3 separate regions of the Hordeum vulgare genome follow, and regions 2 and 3 are each linked to region 1. Evidence: chromatin contacts called from public Hi-C data. All regions are on one chromosome and are shown on one strand. The core of a region is the stretch at or near the end of the contact, and the rest is flanking DNA. Distances in the headings are between cores, read along the strand shown.

Region 1 (4,014 bases), core at 756-3,255:
AATGAGAACACCAATTTTTTGAAAAAACCCACCTAAAAAACCGAAAACACGTAGAAAAGAAAAAATAATAAAAAAGAAAAACGCTTCGTGCCGTTGGCTGAAAATGCGTCAAACAATAATACGTGATGGTGATTATTCGGAGGGTTCCGAAGAAGCGCTCGCCAACGGGAGCTCCTATGCAGTGCTGCACGCGCCCGTTAACGATCCGACGCCTGCAGCGCCGCTAGCATGGGCCGGCCGCTAGAGTGTTGTTCAATTTTTTTCTTTTTGATTTTCTTGTTATGAAAAAATGTTAAATAAAAAAGGTTTACAGATTTAAAGAAAAAAGATTCATTCATTTGAAAAAAGTTCATATCTTTAAAAAAAGTGTCACTAATTTAAAAAATATCTTCAGTTTTAAAAAAAGTTCATTGAAAATAAAAAAGTTCATTAAACTTCTATAAAGTTCAATATATTATAAAAAAGTTCATAAAAAGTGAAAAGAAGTTCATCTATTTTTATGAAAAGTTCATTGAACTGAAAAAAAGTTCATAAATTGTTAAAAAGTTCATCAATTTTTAAAATGGTGTTCATCAAATTTCAAAAAACTTCACCGATCTTCAAAAAAGCTCATGAATCTGAAAAGTATTCATTGAGATTTAAAAAGTTCATCAATAATCAAATAAGTTCATAGAATTTTGCAAAAAAAGTGTTACAAGAGTTTAGATGGGTTGTTCCAGTTCGAACTCCACACGCCGTGAGTTAATAAAATGCACGTTAACTGATCCCTATGGCGGCAAATAGGAAATGCCCTCGTCAACGAAATCACTAATTAGCGACTACACCTTCCAACGATTATTCTCATCTTCACAGGTTGCGACAAATGGCGTACTGCATGCGTGCCATTTACTTTTTTCGTAAATCACTAATTAGCGACTACACATAGGAGTTTTCTCTTTTTTCGTAGATCCGTATTTTCAAAACGTTTTTATCTCCTAAACCATGCGTCCAAATCTTGAACTGTTTTCACCATTGACTTTCTCGCATCGAGATCTTCAAAACTAGATCCCGTGTTGATAGATTTTAACGAACTTTTTTTTTCACGAAAAAAACCCGGATGAAAAATCGTGCCTCACGCGATAGAAAATAAAAACTGAAAACGCGTTTTTTCCCTTTCCGGGAGGTATGGGTCGTGCCTCTTGCGAAGGCAAAACCGTGCCTCTCGTGAAAAAAAAGAGAGCAGAAAACGCGTTTTCCCCTTTTTAGGAGAGATACCCTCTCGCAAAGGCAAAACCGTGCCTTTCGCGGAAGCAAAACCGTACCTCTCGCAAAAAAAACAGAAAAATGTTTTTTTCCTTTAAGAAGAGGCACGGGCGTACCTCTCGCGAAGGCAAAACCGTGTCTTTTACGAAAATAAAACCGTGCCTCTCGCGAAAAAAAGAGGCACGGTCGTGTCTCTCGCAAAGGTAAAACCGTGCCTTTAACAAAAGCAAAACCGTGTCTCTCGCAAAAAAAATAGAAAACAACTTCTTTTTTCTTTTCGAGAGGCACGGCCGTGCCTCTCGTGAAGGCAAAACTGTGCCTCTCGTGAAAACAAAACCGTTCCTCTAAAAAACAGAAAACTTGTTTTTTCACGTAAAAATTGCATTTTTTAAAAAAAATTTAAAAAAATTTCCGTCAAAAAGTTACGATAGCCCAGTAAAAAAACGTAACACCAAAAAATAAATAAAAAAATAAAAATAGCCAAAACGCGTGCGAAAAAAATAAAATCCAATAAAAACTCTCAGAACGCAAAACGTGGCGGCGCGCGGAAGCTATCGCGGGGAGGCTCCGAAAAGAGCGCTCCCTTAGTTGCTTTCCCTCGTAAACTAGTTGTTCTCGTAATTAGCTTAACTGGTGTGGGCTGCGGTCAAACAGAAAACTGGTGTGGGCTGGGCTACGTTGGTGCCCAGACGGGCGGTCCAGTCCAGCAGGCGAGCATTAATGTGTTGTGGGGACCGCGTTCGGCTTGCCAAGGAAGGAAACCACAACGGCCACTGCCCGTGGCAACGCAGCGCAGCGGGGGCAGGGGTTTTTGGGGTTTCCCGAGGCGAAAAAGCGAGAGGAAACCGCGGAGCGGAGGCGTCGGACACAGGTCCCCGTTCCTTCCGACCTCGCTCGCCGCTCCTCTCCTCTCCTCTCCTCTCCTACCGCGACCCTTCCTCCGACGGCGCCCTGCCCTGCCCTGCCGCCATTACCAGCGAGGAAGGAGGCGGGGGAGCAGAGGCCACTTGGCACGGCTGGACCGAGCAGAGCGAGCGCGGGGGAGCAGGCACGCGCCCGCCGCGCCGCCGGCCGATTAGGGTTTCCCGTGTCCTGGTTCGTCGGGCTGGCCGATCGTCACGTGCGCGCTGCTCCGATCGGTCATCCGTACGCGCCGCCGCGATGGCAAGGTCGCCCCCTCCCTCCCCCTACCCCCTTTCTTCAGTCATTTTTACTCTGTCACTGTTGCTTAGGGCTTGTTCGATTGTTCCGGATACCCACATTTCAGCACTCTAGTTTCAGACTTTCAGGACTAGTATGTTTTCTTGCCTCAGTTGTTGCCCCCTTTACCATAGCACGGAGGAACTAAACTGTCCGTCGATTGCTCCGGCAACCAACTTTCCTCTAGCGACGCAGCTACTCTCTCCGTCCCATATCGAGAATGCCTATGCAACCATTCATAGATTTTGACCGTAGGGTCCAATCCGCCTGCTGTGTGCCAGCACTATAGGGTTCCAGGGTCTGTCGACAATAGTGCAAGCAGTTCCTGTAGTGGTTTCTTCTAGTACATTTTCAAAGCCTGCCCTGGTACATTGTGTCATTGATAGAGCAATGTGATCACATTGAAAATGCTTGCTTTCTTAATATGGCTAAGCTTAGTTATGTTATAGATAGCTTAATTGGTCGATACAGATACCCAACACATGATTAGGTACTCCGTTGCACCACATAGCTTGTTTGTCTCATCGCTCTGTTATGTAGCATTGTTCAGTCAACACTGTCCTGTCAATGTTTTGCCTTCTATGAACAGCATAAACAGGACGTCAATTGAAATATCCAATGTGTATTACTGATTGTCGATAGTTCCATATTGTTCCTGATTGATGTATTATCTCTTCAAGTTCTGCAGCTACTGTCTCATTGTTACCATGTAGCACCACTGTCTTATGTATCGACCTTTATAAATAACATTATCCTGTTCAGATTAGTGCATTTGCAAAGCCTGCCCAGGTACACTGAGTCATTGATAGAGCAATGTTATGACATTGAAAGTGCTTTCTTTCTTAATATGTCTAAGCTTACTTATGTCCTAGCTTAATTGGTCAATATAGATATCCAACGCATGATCAGGTTTACTCCGTTGCAGCACATAAGCATGTTTGTCTCATCACTCTGTTATGTAGCATTTTTCAGTCAATAGTGTCCTGTCCATGTCTTGCTTTCTAAGAATAGCGTAGACAGTCGTCAATCAAATTATCGAGATACCCTAGTCCTTTTAAGTTTTTATACATAGCTTACGACTGACACTAATTCCATGTTGTTTCTTCTTGGCATATTATATCTTCAAATTCTGCAGTTACTGTGTCTTTTTTTAATTATGTAGCACTACTTTCTTGGGTACTGGTCATTTAATTAACATCATCCTGGTCTTAATATTATTCCTATGTACTCCCTCTGTAAACTAATATAAGAGCATTTAGATCACTATTTTAGTGATCTAAACACTCTTATATTTGTTTACGGAGGGAGTATTTGACAAGGTAGCACTTACTTGTTTATGTACATGTCATCTTAATTGTTATTATCCTGGTCAACTTTGATGTAATGCTATGTAATTACTTTGCTGCAGGTCATGGCTTATAACTTGCAGGGGTGTTGCCAAGAAAATTAGGAATGACAGCTGCTCGAATCGCCAGATAAGTGAACTGGGTGCAGAAGCATGCAGGGAGTGCCCCAACTGCAAACATATCATTGATAACAGTGATGTAAGTACTTGAAAATCTTTTGGTGGCT
Region 2 (4,014 bases), core at 810-3,309, 790 kb after region 1:
ATATTTACGTATACGCAATATTTTTTCATACGCACACACCCTTCTTTGTTGGACACACCTGTTCATGTTTTCTCTATTTTTTAAACCGCCAAATAAAGAATGTGTGAAGCAAGATTCGAATCATGTACCTTTTGGTATAAGCACAGCCGCACTAACAAACTAGGCAACAACACTTCGCATGCTCCAAATGTTTTTTAATTCTAATAAACAACTATAGAAATGTAGTATTCTTTGTTTTGTTTTCTTTTTCTCTTTCTTTTTCCTTTTCTTTTTTTGGTTTCCTTTTCCTTTCTAAATGTGTTAGCTTTTTAAACCTCGCACCATTTGTTTTTCCAAATGATGATACTTTTTTCAAGTTCATCATTTTTTTCTTCAAAATAGGTGATTTTTTCACAAATTTACGAAGTTTTTTTTTCTAAATTCGTAAACTATTTCTCAAATAGACGAACTTTTCTTTAAAGCTAATGAACTTTTTATAAAATTGATGATGTGTTATTTTAAAAATTGATAAACTATTACTTAAACCATAATTTTGGTATTCTAAACTATTTTTCAATTTATTGAATAAGTTTCAAAAGAATAATAAATATCAAAAAGGAAAAAATGAATTTAAGAAAAGTTTAAGATACTTTAAAAATCACCAATTTTTAAAAATGAAAATATGGTGAAAAAGAAATATGAAAGAAAAAGAAGCTGACACGCAAAACTTAAATCAAAATAGGGAAACCACTCTGTTTTTACATAAGAAAAATATCATACTTGAATTTGTCATATCTGGTAATGTATCTTGTTGGTCGCTCACGCTTTCATGTTGGCTACAGGTCTCGAGTTTGAAACATGGTGCCTCGATGGTCTCTTCGGTGACCAGGGAATGACTGCATGCAAACAAAAATGTACTCGCATGATTTGTTGTCAAACATAGCGTAAAATAATTTTTATGGTGATTCAATATTTTCTTACGTTCTCTTTTCTGGTAAGAAGTAAGGAAAAATTATGAAACGTAAAAATATGGTGCATTGATGGTAAAATAGGGGGGGGTGAAGAATAACTATTCTTCACCTAGGTTGACGAGTATATATATACGTGTATTAAATATTTTAAACATAAAAATGTAAATTTTTAAAATTGTTGACCGTGTACCATAAAATGGTGATCAAACACTTAGAAAATGTTAAACATGTATAAAAATGTTCTAGATGAACACCCATAATGTAGGGTGTGTACAAAAAAAGGTCATCAAATAAAAATACTTGAACTGATTTTAATTATCTATTTAGAAAATGTTGAAAGTGTACAAAAAATGTTATTAATGTATAAAAAAATTAGAATGTGTATTACAATTTTTTAATATGAAAATAGAAATCTAAAAGTATAGATCGCGTATAATTAAAAGTTATTCAGATATTTAAAATATGTTAAACATTATTACACAAATGTTCCTAATATATACCTGTAATCTATAATTTGTACTAAAAAAGTAATCATCCAGCAGAAACTTTTAGAAAATGTTAAACATGTATATAAAATATTTCCTCACGTATATGTCACAAGTTCAAATGTGTATAAAAAATATTTGCATGTGTTGACGAAAAAAGGAAAAAGAAAAAAGCGGTGTAAAACAAAGAAATAAAACAAAGAAAGCAAAAGAACCATAGCAAAATTGAAGAAAAGTGATGAAAACTAAGAAAGGAACGAAGAATAAAATTGAAAAGAAAAGAATAAAACAACAAAAACAGAGGAAGGAAGAAAAGAAAAAGGAAGAAAGAGAAAGAAAATAAAAAATCAATAAAACTAGCAAAAATAAAAATATGTTGCGAAACTAAGAAAAGCGAAAGGAAAAGTAGAAGGAAACGAAAGCAGAACCAAATATCAGAAAGACGATTGAGCGACGAGATGCTAATGAGCAAAAGAAAATCAAAAAACCGGTTGGCCCAGAAGCAGCATGAAAAGGGAAACTCTTCGCGCGAGTGATGCTTTCATCCTTGGTGATGCCTTGGGAACCTCAGAGGAAAATCATATTTGGCGCTTATGCGCCAGTTAGCAAACGGGCGCATGTAGAGCAACTCCTCAATTAGCGATCTGGCCTGGCCCATGCAACATATGTTTATTCTGTAAACATGATCAAAATAGGAGTGTGCTGCACGAGTCGAACTCGAGATCAATTGCTTCATCTACAACGAACGCAACCACTACGCCATCGACCAACCAGCGATTCTTAATTTATTTTCTCTTATTTGTTCTCCCTTGTCGTCTGAATCTTCCCAAACCATTTTTTCCTGGTTCGTAGTCACTCCGGGATGGATTATTTATTTTTTCTTTCTTTTGTTCTTTTTTCCAACTCGTTTTTTTTCAAAACAATACTCCGTATTTTCCATTTTTGGGTTTTTGATTAGCAAATTAATGAACCTTTTTCGCAAAATCAATGAACTTTTTTCAATTTGGATATATTTTTTAATTTGATGAAAAAAAATTATAATTCGTTGAACTTTTTCAAAATTTGCTGAACTATTTAGTAATCCGATGATTTTTTTTTCCAAATTCGTTGAATATTTTATAAAACTAGTTGATTTTTTTTATGTTTTTAATTAAATTGATGAACTTTTTCAAATATGATGAACTTTTTTTCAAATTTGATGAACTCTTTCTAAAATTCGGCGAACTTTTTTTTCAATTGCGTTGAACTATTTTTCAAATATGATGAACTTTTTTTAAAATTTGGTGAACTTTTTTCAAATGTGTTGAACTATTTTCAAATTTGATGAACATTGTTTAAAATTCGGTGAACCTTTTTACAATTGGACGAATGTTTTTCCTATTCATGATTTTTTTTCAAATTCGTGAACTTATTTCAAAATTTCATGAAAGAAAATTAATTTCGTGGAGCTTTCTCAAAATAATGAACTTTTTAAAATTTTATGTAACTTTTACAAAAAATTTAAATTTGTGGTTTTAAAAATTTTATTAAATTTCTTTCCAAAGTTTATGTTTCTTTTTATATAATTGATATAAGATATATAATACTGTATCTTAAAGTTGTACCATGAGGGTCAAGTAGTATTCTTTCCAAGTAAAGGTCGTCAACGGGTGCTCGCTCTAGTGGTTAGTGCGTCTTGCTATTGTTCATGCGAGACGAGTTTGAGTCCCGGTTCTCTCGCAGTGAACGAAATAATCTTGTTTTAGAGTTAACAAACGAGTATGTGCCGAGGCAAAATCATCCCAACAACGAGCGCCTGCCATAACCGACGCTTAGGAGCTCCCAACCTCATATAGGTTGCGTGGAGGGGTCATACATAACACCTTATGCACCAGTTCATCTTTTGGCCAGGCCAACAATAACGAGCTAATATACTTGGATTTCTATGATTGCTCGAAGGTTGTCTCTTGGCTCGGTTCCCCCTTTGACTTTGACCATAGACCGTTTTACCCATTGATTGTGAACCTTTAAAAAATGGAAAACCAGAAGTTTCAAAAAGTTCATGAATACAAAATAAGTTCATGAATTCAAAAAAATCACGTATTGGAAAAATATTCTGAATTTTAAAAAGTTCACTAATTTATAAAAAGTACATTGATTTGAAACAATCACATTTGAAAATGTTCTTTAATTTTGAAAAGATACACTGATTTGAATAAAATTAAGCACTCTATGAGAAATCGTGAATTTGGCCAAAAGATCATGGATTTGAATATTATTCACAAGAGTCAAAAAACTGAAAAGAAAGAAGAAAAGGAAATAAAACAAAAACGAAGAAATGGAAAATAAAAAGTAGGAAGAAAGAAGACGGAAAACCAAAAGAAAACCAGTCTCGAAACTATCTAGAAGTTTCCAAATCATAAAACACCAGCGGTACGTGAAACATGCATGCGCCTTATGTACGAGCCCCGAACAACAACAAGAAAAATTAAATGGGTCGACACATTTCTTACATTGGTGATCTGGAAGGGTATGCGTCATTTGTAAAAGTGCCTCGAAACCAAATAGTATTTGGTCGCTACGTATATGGTGCATACAAG
Region 3 (4,014 bases), core at 791-3,290, 620 kb after region 1:
CTCATCTCCGGATGCGCCTGCAATGTACGTACACAAAGAAATTGTTTATGCGCAGAAGAGTTGAAAAACTACTAGGAGTACTCTACTTGGTACGTACTCCAACTTCCACGTAGGTCAGCGACACAAGGAATTTGAGGATTGGAAAAATGAAATCACCTTGAGGTACGAGTGGACGACTTTGTAGAGCCCGTCGTGCTCCGGCCGAGCACTGTCAGGCACGGCCTCAGCAATTGCGAGCAGCTTCTCCACGGGCAGGTGGGGATCCTTGGCCACCTCCATCAGGAACGCGTCCGCTAGCCTGCCCACCCTCGCCAACGCGTACTGCGACACCGGCGCGGCCGACGACGACCGACGCGCGCCGTCGAAACCCACGCTCTCGTCGGACCGCGACCGCCGGTGCCCGTCCGACCGTGCCGGGCTGTTGTCGTCGGGGCTCCTCGCCGGCGCGGTGGCCGCCGCGTGCCGCAGTGTGAACTCGTGGAGGATGGCCGCCACGGCGTCCACGTCGTACAGCATGTCACTCATGCAGGACACTGACGGGATGAGAAGGTCGCTAACGCTCGCCTCCTCGAGCTGCCATGCCACCCGCCTCACCAGCTCTGCCTTGGACGCGGCGGACGCGCTCAGGATGTTGGCCGCCTTGAGGAGCTTGAGGAGGAACGCGCAGGAGACGGCGTCCTTGTCCACCGGGAGAAGGCTCACGATCTTCTCCAGGAGGAGGCGATGCCTCGTGCTGATCTGCTTCACGCTGGCGCCGGCGGCGTCGTCGAACGGTTGCTCCGCGGCGAGCCCGTCCTTGGCAACGTTGGGCAGCCACCGGCGCGCGTACGTCTTGAGCGCGTCGCCGATGGTCTTCTCGTTGACGGCGCCCGTCGATTTCACGGCCACCATGATACGCCAGAACATGTCAACGCCGAGCTCTGCGATGTCGTGCGCCCACCAGGGCGACGCGGACGTGGACTTGGCGGGGATAACGGCGGCGGCAGGGTTCGCGATGAGGTCGGCGACGGCGTTCACGCAGCGGGAGGTGAGGCCGAGCTCCTCGCATAGCGGCACGTTGTGGCGTGTTGAGTGGAGCACGGCGAGCGCGTCCTTCCAGCGGCGGAGAAGGCAAGAGGCGAGGAAGGAGTCGAGCTTTGCCACGAGGTTGCCGCGGTCGGCGGCCTCGGACATGCCGAGGTGAGTGGCCGCGCAGCGGAGCGGGACGAGGTTGCGTGCGCTGACGGTGATTGTGATGCCGTAGCAGAACTTGGCGCAGACCTCGAACGCCTCGGCGCCGCCCGGGAAGCCCGCGAGCTCGATGAGGTCGCCGTCGCCGCCGCAGCCGGACTCGGCACAGAGCGCTTGCAGAAGCAGGCATTTCGAGAGCAGGGGAAACTGTGCGGATCGAATAAACAAGCGATCTTGTCAGGAATAGGATCCAATTGATAAGAAATTCATTCCACGAAAACAATTCTTGCATGACAATGCAAGCTAAGATTAGAGAAACAATCAGAGCTTGCCCGCGATCGTAACATGCGCAGAAAAACATTCATTTCTTGCCGAATCACATAGAGACAGAAAGAGATGAAAGAATCTGGTTCTTGGATTGGATGGTCCATTACCTTGTGGAGATGATAGAGGCATTTGCCCACCAGGATCTGCAGGTCAGTGGCCACCTCCGTATACACGGACCTGGAGCAGAAAGAAGCGCGGAATTAGGCACAAAACTCGGACAAGAAACCAACTGACAGAGATCGCAGGAAATCAGGATCGGCACCTCTCGGAGTCGGAGGGGGAGAAGAAGGTGTCGGGCCTATTGCCAAGTTTCATAAACTTCATGGTGGCCGAGTACTAAACAGAGGTAGGGGGGTTGTGAAACTTCGAGTGAGAGGAGGAGATTGGTTGGTTGGTTGGTTGGTTATAACCACCAGCAGGCGAGTGAGGATGAGTGCTAACTTTGTGTGAGCCGTGGCCTGGAGACATGGTGGCTCTACTTATATCATGCCCAAGTAAGTGGTTGGAGGGAAGAGAGAGAAACCTTCCTCAGATTCAGTATCCCCCTAATTCGAGGTGTCGTCGGATTTTATTTGATTTGATTTTATCAGAGGGAGGGGACAGGAATATGCAGTCCAACTATGCGCACACATACTGTTTGGTTTGCCATTCTATTTCATGATGATGCTGGTATGCGACCCTCTTAAAATTGGTGTGCCCATACTTATCACACGTGACGACATAAAGGTGTCCTTTCTCTTTTAAAAGCATCATTTGTGAAGCAACGCTATAAGACAGAGGCAGGAGGTGGAACGGCTTCGTCTTAAACTCAGCTTTGATGGAGATGTCAAGTCATGCCTGGTCGACGGGTGCTACGTTGTGTCATGCCTGTTCGGCAGGTGCTACGCACGACAGATCTTTTAGAGTCTCTGCGTCGGGGTGAGCGAGCGCAGGACGGCGACGCCGTTAGGCGTCGTGGTAACGTCGACGAATGGCCGGAATGGCAAGGATGATGCGAATCTCTCTCGTGAAGATGGGACAGCGGCTCGATGATGATGGAGGCTTCTAAAACGTGTGCATATGATGTACGCTTTAGATTTTGCAGCATCAGTTGTTAGATCGATACATTATACCATCGACAACGACACCAGTTTTAGATATGAGAAGTAAGAGCACTCCACATTATCAAGGTTGTAGGTGTGAATGGTGGCTTCGGGTGGCTTGATGTATGTTTTTGTTAAACCTTTATAGAATAATTAATAAAAATAGGATGTATGCATCGATTGATGCAGAGGCTGAGGGTTTAACATCCTTTTGTAAAAACAAAATGACGCGTGTGACATATTAGACATGCGTCTATATGTTTTATGCGACATAATCAGGAGGAAGCTGGTCGTATATGAACAAATATTATAAATGTCCACGTGTGTAGGAATTAATACTTAGTGTCACGACGTCTAACAACTACTACTCATTCCCATTTTGTGCGTGTAGCATGAAACAAATCTTCCATACGTCCTGACGCAGCTACATTAGTTACCGTCAGAATGACACTTTAGTTATCCAAGGAATGTCAACTTTAGTTAACCGAGATGAAAAATATAGTTGTAAAAACATGGCAACTTCTCTATTTTGGAAAACTATAGGTGTCACGTCTACTTAACGGTTGTCGCCGCACGTAATTAATTCATAGTTGTCATGTGTAGTAACTACTTGCTATACGTGGTCAAATAATAGTTGACATATGTGATTAACTTGTTGTCATGTATGATCCATTCAGAGTTGTCATGTGTAGTTAATCATAGTTGCCATGTATGCGCAACTATAGTTGTCATTAACAACAAATCATAGTTGTCATGTGTATTTATCTGGTTGTCATATACATGTAATAGTAGTTGCCATCTAACAACGTACTAGCATCGCGTGGACGAAAAATAGTTACCCACACGCACGTGGACTAGATATGTTAACTGTATGAGCAAAAATCATGTGTACATGTCGAATGATCGAACTCTCTAACGCCCACATATAAAAATGCCTACATGATACACAAAATTCGTAAAACCATCGTGTATGAACAAAGTGCAAACATATCATATGAGTGGACGCTATTATTTGGATAAAATAAGGATGAGGATCGGATTGGAGGTGGACATGGGCAGGATCTTGCAGGATTTTTTTCCTTTCATTAATTAAAAAAGTAAACCTTAGTAAAAAAACGTAGAATGCTACTTTCAAATATTTATTTACAAAATAAAAAACACCTTGATTTGGCTATCAAAATAAAAATCATCTAGATTTGGCTTTTAAAAACAAGGATATTTACCACAAAATTGAGACGCGCTGATTTGGCTACCAAAAAAAGACATCTCTACTCCTAAAGTCTTAGTTGATAGGCCGGTATCCATGGTTTTTTTGATTCACCTCCCACCACCTCATCCCACTCGGTTTTTTTGTCTCATCTGTCACCACCCCTCCCACTCAGGTTTTTTCGCCTCATCTCCCATCACCCCCTCCCACCCTGGTATTTTTCCGCCT

The links. Hi-C and Micro-C count contacts between places; a contact is called where the count stands out from the background.
Region 2: a Hi-C map of seedling shows a contact between it and region 1, with 3 times the contacts expected there. The contact joins the enhancer-like site here to the promoter of LOC123401483 in region 1. A contact is called at or near these places in 3 of 6 Hi-C or Micro-C datasets (leaf and seedling).
Region 3: a Hi-C map of seedling shows a contact between it and region 1, with 5 times the contacts expected there. The contact joins the promoter of LOC123404515 here to the promoter of LOC123401483 in region 1. A contact is called at or near these places in 4 of 6 Hi-C or Micro-C datasets (leaf and seedling) and 1 of 1 datasets of contacts at active chromatin or transcription factors (embryo).

What each region holds. Positions count from the first base shown.
Region 1 is chr6H:329,504,337-329,508,350 of MorexV3_pseudomolecules_assembly, reverse strand. It overlaps LOC123401483 (SUPPRESSOR OF GAMMA RESPONSE 1-like), which reads left to right and starts at 2,005. Exons shown (of 6, transcript XM_045095307.1): 1 at 2,005-2,411; 2 at 3,851-3,986. The coding sequence starts at 2,404.
Region 2 is chr6H:328,712,411-328,716,424 of MorexV3_pseudomolecules_assembly, reverse strand. No RefSeq gene overlaps it. Among protein-coding and RNA genes, the nearest start is that of LOC123404515, 170 kb to the left of the region's middle. Within about 2 kb of position 2,059, at least 3 of the 3 cell types and tissues checked have open chromatin away from gene starts, as enhancers often do. A contact at or near this core is called in leaf and seedling, where this site is marked.
Region 3 is chr6H:328,879,405-328,883,418 of MorexV3_pseudomolecules_assembly, reverse strand. LOC123404515 (BTB/POZ domain-containing protein At1g67900) reads right to left here and starts at 2,040. Exons shown (of 4, transcript XM_045098445.1): 1 at 1,760-2,040; 2 at 1,605-1,674; 3 at 157-1,377; 4 at 1-17. The coding sequence starts at 1,821.